2 separate regions of the Gossypium hirsutum genome follow, and region 2 is linked to region 1. A link is a contact called in public Hi-C data. All regions are on one chromosome and are shown on one strand. The core of a region is the stretch at or near the end of the contact, and the rest is flanking DNA. Distances in the headings are between cores, read along the strand shown.

The links. A called contact is a pair of places that touch in the nucleus more often than the background predicts.
Region 2: a contact with region 1 is called in a Hi-C map of leaf, with 5 times the contacts expected there. The contact joins the enhancer-like site here to the promoter of LOC107900936 in region 1. A contact is called at or near these places in 7 of 34 Hi-C or Micro-C datasets (hypocotyl, leaf and seedling).

The regions. Positions count from the first base shown.
Region 1 is chrD08:49,774,025-49,776,962 of Gossypium_hirsutum_v2.1, reverse strand. It overlaps LOC107900936 (NDR1/HIN1-like protein 6), which reads right to left and starts at 1,467. Exons shown (of 2, transcript XM_016826727.2): 1 at 391-1,467. The coding sequence starts at 1,103.
Region 2 is chrD08:49,530,971-49,533,908 of Gossypium_hirsutum_v2.1, reverse strand. No RefSeq gene overlaps it. Among protein-coding and RNA genes, the nearest start is that of LOC107900942, 24 kb to the right of the region's middle. Within about 2 kb of position 1,373, at least 3 of the 9 cell types and tissues checked have an H3K27ac peak or open chromatin away from gene starts, as enhancers often do. A contact at or near this core is called in leaf, where this site is marked.

The sequences.
Region 1 (2,938 bases), core at 218-2,717:
ATAGTCTCTTTGAATATCACACGGCAAACATAAACAATTTATATTTTTTTTATATTTTTTAATTTTATGTTTGTTAGATGACATTTTGGGAGGGTGCTATGTGGCACCATTCGATCCGCTAGCAATGTCACAATTAACACAAATTAATAGTGTTGGTGCAGAGATACCAACTTGATTGATAGAATATCCAAAAAAATTTAGGAACTAGCTAGGTAGAAATGAATAAGTTCAGGGGCCCAGTTTTATATTATCCCTATTATAAAAGAAAAGCAACCAATTATGTAAAATTAAAATAGGTACTAAATATCCAATTTAAACTTAGTAGAGGGATGGAGACCACAATTTGACCTTAAAAATAATGAAAATGGAAGAGTTTAACGTCGTGTTTACCATCTTAAGGTGTGGATGAGGCAGTTAGGCATATCATCACCGTCGAGCTGTTTCATGGTGATTCCTTTACACTTAACGGTAACCCCCAACATGCCAGTCTTCAACCCCGCCACACCCACTCCAACTTTCGTCCGAGCCGCCACGTTCACCGCCAAACTCTTCGATTTGTACCCACTCAGAAGCCTATTCGCCAACGTATTATCCACCTGCTTGTTGCTCGCCTTCGTCTCCACTTTCAAGCTAGTCGTGTTTTGTTTCCTCGACGTGAACTTGGGCACCTTCGCCGTCCCGAGCTCAGTCTCGTCCTCGCCTTCTCCGACGCTGATGTCGACCGCCGTATCGCCGTAATAATACGTCATCTTCCCGTTGGGATTCCTCACTTCCATTACCGTCATCGTCGTGGCGTCGAGGTAGGTACCGTCGGGTGTTTCTGTGACGTTGAAGCGGGGGATTTGGAATGACCGGACGTGGAAGCGTGGTAATTTGGGGTTGACCGAAAAGTAGAAAACGGCGGCGAAGATGATGATCAGGGCAATCAAGATCGAGAAAGAGATGCAGAAACAGCAGCAACAAACACTGCCCTTCTTTTTCTTGGGCCGGAAAGATGGCGGAAGAACCGGCTTTCGCGGCGGCGGTTTAAACCCAGCGGGCGAGTTAGGGTCATTGTATCCGGGTGGCTTGTTGAGGGCCGATGGAAATGGAGCGTCGGACATCGCTTGTATGTAAAAAATGATTCTATCGTGGACTTGGATTAAAAAAGAAAATAAAAAGGTGGCTTATTTACGTACAATTATCTGTCATTGTAAGTGAGAATTAAATTGCTTTGAAAATTGAAAAGAAGACAGAGCAAGCAAAAGGAGAAGAATGTGAAGGATGTTGGTACTTGTTTCAGTTACTTGGTTTGGATCTATTTAAACAAGTTATTAAATGGCCCCACCCAAACACTTGTACATATGCATGTCAACAACAAATGTAATTCATATCAAACAATTAACTTCAATTTCTTCTATTGCTTTTCAGATTTCAGTCATAGAGTCTAAACTATATCTGTCCATGGGCCGGGTTTGGGCCGGGCCCGGAAAAAATTTTGGCCCGACTCTTAGGCCCGGCCCGGCCCGACCCGACCCACCCGATTTTTAATAAACACAAAAAAAATATTTTAAAAATAAAAAAAATAAAAAATATATATTTAAAGTATTTTAAAATTAAAAAATAAAAAAAAAATATTTATTATATTCGGGCCGGGTCGGGCCGGGCTTGGGCCAAAAAAGTTGAGTCCGAGCCCGGCCCATTTTTTAAACGGCCTCATTTTTTTGCCCAAGCCCATATTTCGGGCCTATATTTTTACCCGAACCCTCCCATATTTTGGGCGGGCCGTCGGGCTGGGCCGCCTGGCCCATGGATAGGTCTAGTCTAAACGGTAGCAATTAAAAATTCTGTTAAACTCTATGTACTTCTATATTATGCATACATTTATAGATATAATCTGTAATATCCCAAAAATCGGGTTAGAAAAAATTAGGTTTATGAAATCAAGAGTGGTTACATCTTAATTTTGAGTTAGGATTGTGAAAATGTTATTATGTAAATTGATCTGGTTTAGTGATTAAGTATTTAGTTGTGTGCTTGAGGTCTTGTGTTCAAATCATTTTCTTTGGAATTTTTGTTCCTATCTCTATCTTTAGATATTTGACTTAAATTTAATTCCCGCACAAGTTTTGAAAAGAATAAGTTTGTTGATTTAGTGGTAAGGTTTTTCTCGCGTATGTTTTAAACTCTGGGAAAAATCTGATGTGGATAATGATAGGAGTTAGTGGGGTAGTTGTAAAAAAATAGTGGTGACGTATTTTCCCCTAAATTTTCTCCCTCAACCGTCCAACTCTCCACTCTCCACTCTCCCTTCACTCTTCGCGTTTTTTTTTTGTGTTTTTGTATCAATTTCATGTTTTTTCCTTTTTTTCTTTGTTAATTTCTTCTTCTGTCGCCCTCCCTATTTCATTTAGCTTTTTTCTTTGATCTTCCTTCTTGTTCTTGTTATTCTCGATTTTGTTGCCTCTTTGCCAATTAATTTATGACGACTGTGTGTGGTAAGTATTTCAGAATTAGATTTGTAAGTTCGTCGTGGGTAATTCTTCGTATGTTTGCTTTGAGTGTTTTATATCGTTGTGACGTTGAAATTAACGGTTATTTTGTAATGTTGGTTAGGCGGGGAACGTGAATTTTTGGATCCTCCAGTGAATTGAACTTCTATTGGCTATTGTTTTGCAAAAGGTAAGTGATGAAAGTGTTAATTAAGGGCTAGTTTTGTTAGTTCGTATTAATGGATTGGTTGCGTTCGAGTTAGTGGACGGATTTAGTGCGAGACTTGCTTATTAATTCTTTTTGGAATGGCGATTTAGGTATTGGAATTTTCACGATTGCGTTCACATCGAAAAATGACTAGGCGTGTAATGAAAAACTCGAAAAAAATAGCGAACAGTGAAAAGCCGAAATGCATTCTGTCGACGTCACACGGCCGTGTGCCAAGCTATGTGGCAGACCGTGTGAG
Region 2 (2,938 bases), core at 124-2,623, 240 kb after region 1:
ATTGGGTTACAACACCTACAAAATGTGTTGAAAAATACTTATTTTATTAACTTTTAATTCTAAGGCCTAATTACCGAAAACGAAATATAAAATCCTAATTTCCATAGAAGACAAGCTCTTTAAATGCGAAATTGATCGTAATTAACTACTATACTTGATGACAAGTCAAATACCCCTTCACTTAAGTCTTTACTTGTCTTCAAGCAAACTACCCAAAATAAAAACTAAACTAAACTAAACTAAACTAAAACTGAAAAATAATAAATAAACATGCGAAGAAAAAACATGTACTTGAGCCGGCTTAATACACAAGATTGGATCGAAGCATTGACACTAGGAAGATTTGCTTAAATATATAACTCTAACTAGAAATTTAAACAATTCAAAGTTATTTACACCTAAACAGACTAGTGAAATAAATTACAAAGTAAACAAGTTAAAGAAAATTAAATATATTTCCCTATCAAAATGTATATACGAATATAGGATTTATTTTTGTAAAGTATAGTCAGTTCAAATATTCTTTTCTCCACTCGATTTATTTTTATCCATTCTTTGAACTCTAATGCAGTAATATTTCAATGATAACCCTTATTACATTTTTTTTACGTGCCAACATACTAGAGATTTTTCTCGGGCACTTCTTATAAGGGTTATACTAGTCATACCGCACTTTTTTAATAACCATTGATTTTACCGAGTATTTTCTATTTAATTTGAGCCTCCTGTATTTCTACAAATATAATTACCTATGCATATCTACCTTTATCACTTGGTACATTTAATCTCTTTTACCTATTTACAGTGTAATAAAATGAACTAATTAGTCTAAATAAAAATAACCTAAACTATTTAATTAGTCTAAATTTACAATTTAAACAAACTACCTAGGTATATTCTCCTAACCAATCACTTGTATTTCTACAAATTTCAAGCACAAACATGCAATTAAAAGGAAAATTAAAAAATAAAAACAAGGAAAAGAAAATAACTAAAAAGAAACTTTTTAAAATCTTCTTACGTCACCCCCTACACTTTATTTGGTGTGAAACTAAAATTGTAAGAGAAAGATGTTACCCGATTCGTGTGGTAAGTGCATCGTAATTTGTAGCATTATTCCTCTTTTTAGTTTTAGCTCACAATTGTAGTGTCGACAAAATTTGTGGGGTTCCTACAAAGAGAAATAAATGCACAGAAACATATATATTGAAAATTCTAAGTCAGACTTAGAAACTGACTCCTCCATCATCTAATAAAAATATACAAAAATCCAAATATATAAATTTTCAACATTAGTCAGACTTAGATACTGACTCCTCTATCATCTGGCCCTTGCCTCTATCGCGTCTCGCTGATGCTTTCGTTGCCCACCTTCTCGAAGTTTAGGCTGGGCTATGTTGGCTCGGGTGGTGGATCACCATGCCTCTCATCGATGAGCGATCTAGGTGACATACCTGCTCATAGTTTGATGGTACGATAAGGATGTCCTCCATTTCGTCCTCATCTTCCTTATCATCATCGTCACCCTCTTGGGCTGGTGGTGGGAACCTCTCGAACATGCAGGGAGTGGCACTGCTGTGGGCCATCCATTCTGTTTCACAATACGGATCAAAATGTCTCTCATGTCCAACATCTAATAGGTCTGCCACTCTGATATCGGTATATCCGTGAGGTTTGTCTCTGATATCACGATTCTGCTTGCACTAAAGCTCAATAAACTGGTCGTATAAGTTATCCCCAATCACGCTCCAGGCGGGTCTTGTAAATAGCTTGATTGGTGACATGGGGACGTCAGCATGGCGACATATGAAACTGATCAGATGTGGGAAGTACATACTCTATTTTTGATGTCGCATGCAATTGAACATCTCATCGTATATCCAGTGGCCTATGTAAATTTCATCTCTATGCAAAATTGAGTAAAGCATAACCGCTCGATAGGTGGTAACATCAGGCACGTTATAAGTCGGCATGAGACTAGTGCAAATAAACTGCATCCACACCTTGGCCATCCGAAACATAATGACCTTGTTAAACTTAACGGCACCTTGAAGTTGGCTTGGTGAGTCACTCATCCCTTGCTTCCACATCAATTGGGTCTTTATATCTTCATCCTACATACTCAATTAAACAATATTAACACAACCTAAGGCCCATGTCGGCCTATTGGGTCACAACACCTACAAAATGTGTTGAAAAATACTTATTTTATTAACTTTTAATCCTAAGGCCTAATTACCGAAAACGAAATATAAAATCATAATTTCCATAGAAGACAAGCTCTTTAAGTGCGAAATTGACTGTAATTAACTACTATACTTGACGACAAGTCAAATACCCCTACACTTAAGTCTTAACTTGTCTTCAAGCAAACTACCCAAAATAAAAACTAAACTAAAATTGAAAAACAAGAACTAAACATGCAAAGAAAGAACACGCACTTGAGCCGGCTTAAGACACGAGATTGGATCGATGCATTGACACTAGGAAGATTTGCCTAAATATATAACTCTAACTAGAAATTTAAACAATTCAAAGTTATTTACACCTAAACAGATTAGTGAAATAAATTACAAAGTAAACAAGTTAAAGAAAATTAAATATATTTCCCTATCAAAATGTATATACGAATATAGTATTTATTTTTGTAAAGTATAGTCAGTTCGAATATTCTTTTCTCAACTCGATTTATTTTTATCCATGCTTTGAACTCTAATGCAATAATATTTCCCCAATAACCCTTATTAAATTTTTTTATGTGCCAACATACTCGAGATTTTTCTCGGGCACTTCTTATAAGGGTTATACTAGTCATACCGCACTTTTTTAATAACCATGGATTTTACCGAGTATTTTCTATTTAATTTGAACCTCCTATATTTCTACAAATATAATTACCTATGCATATCTACCTTTATCACTTGGTACATTTAATCTC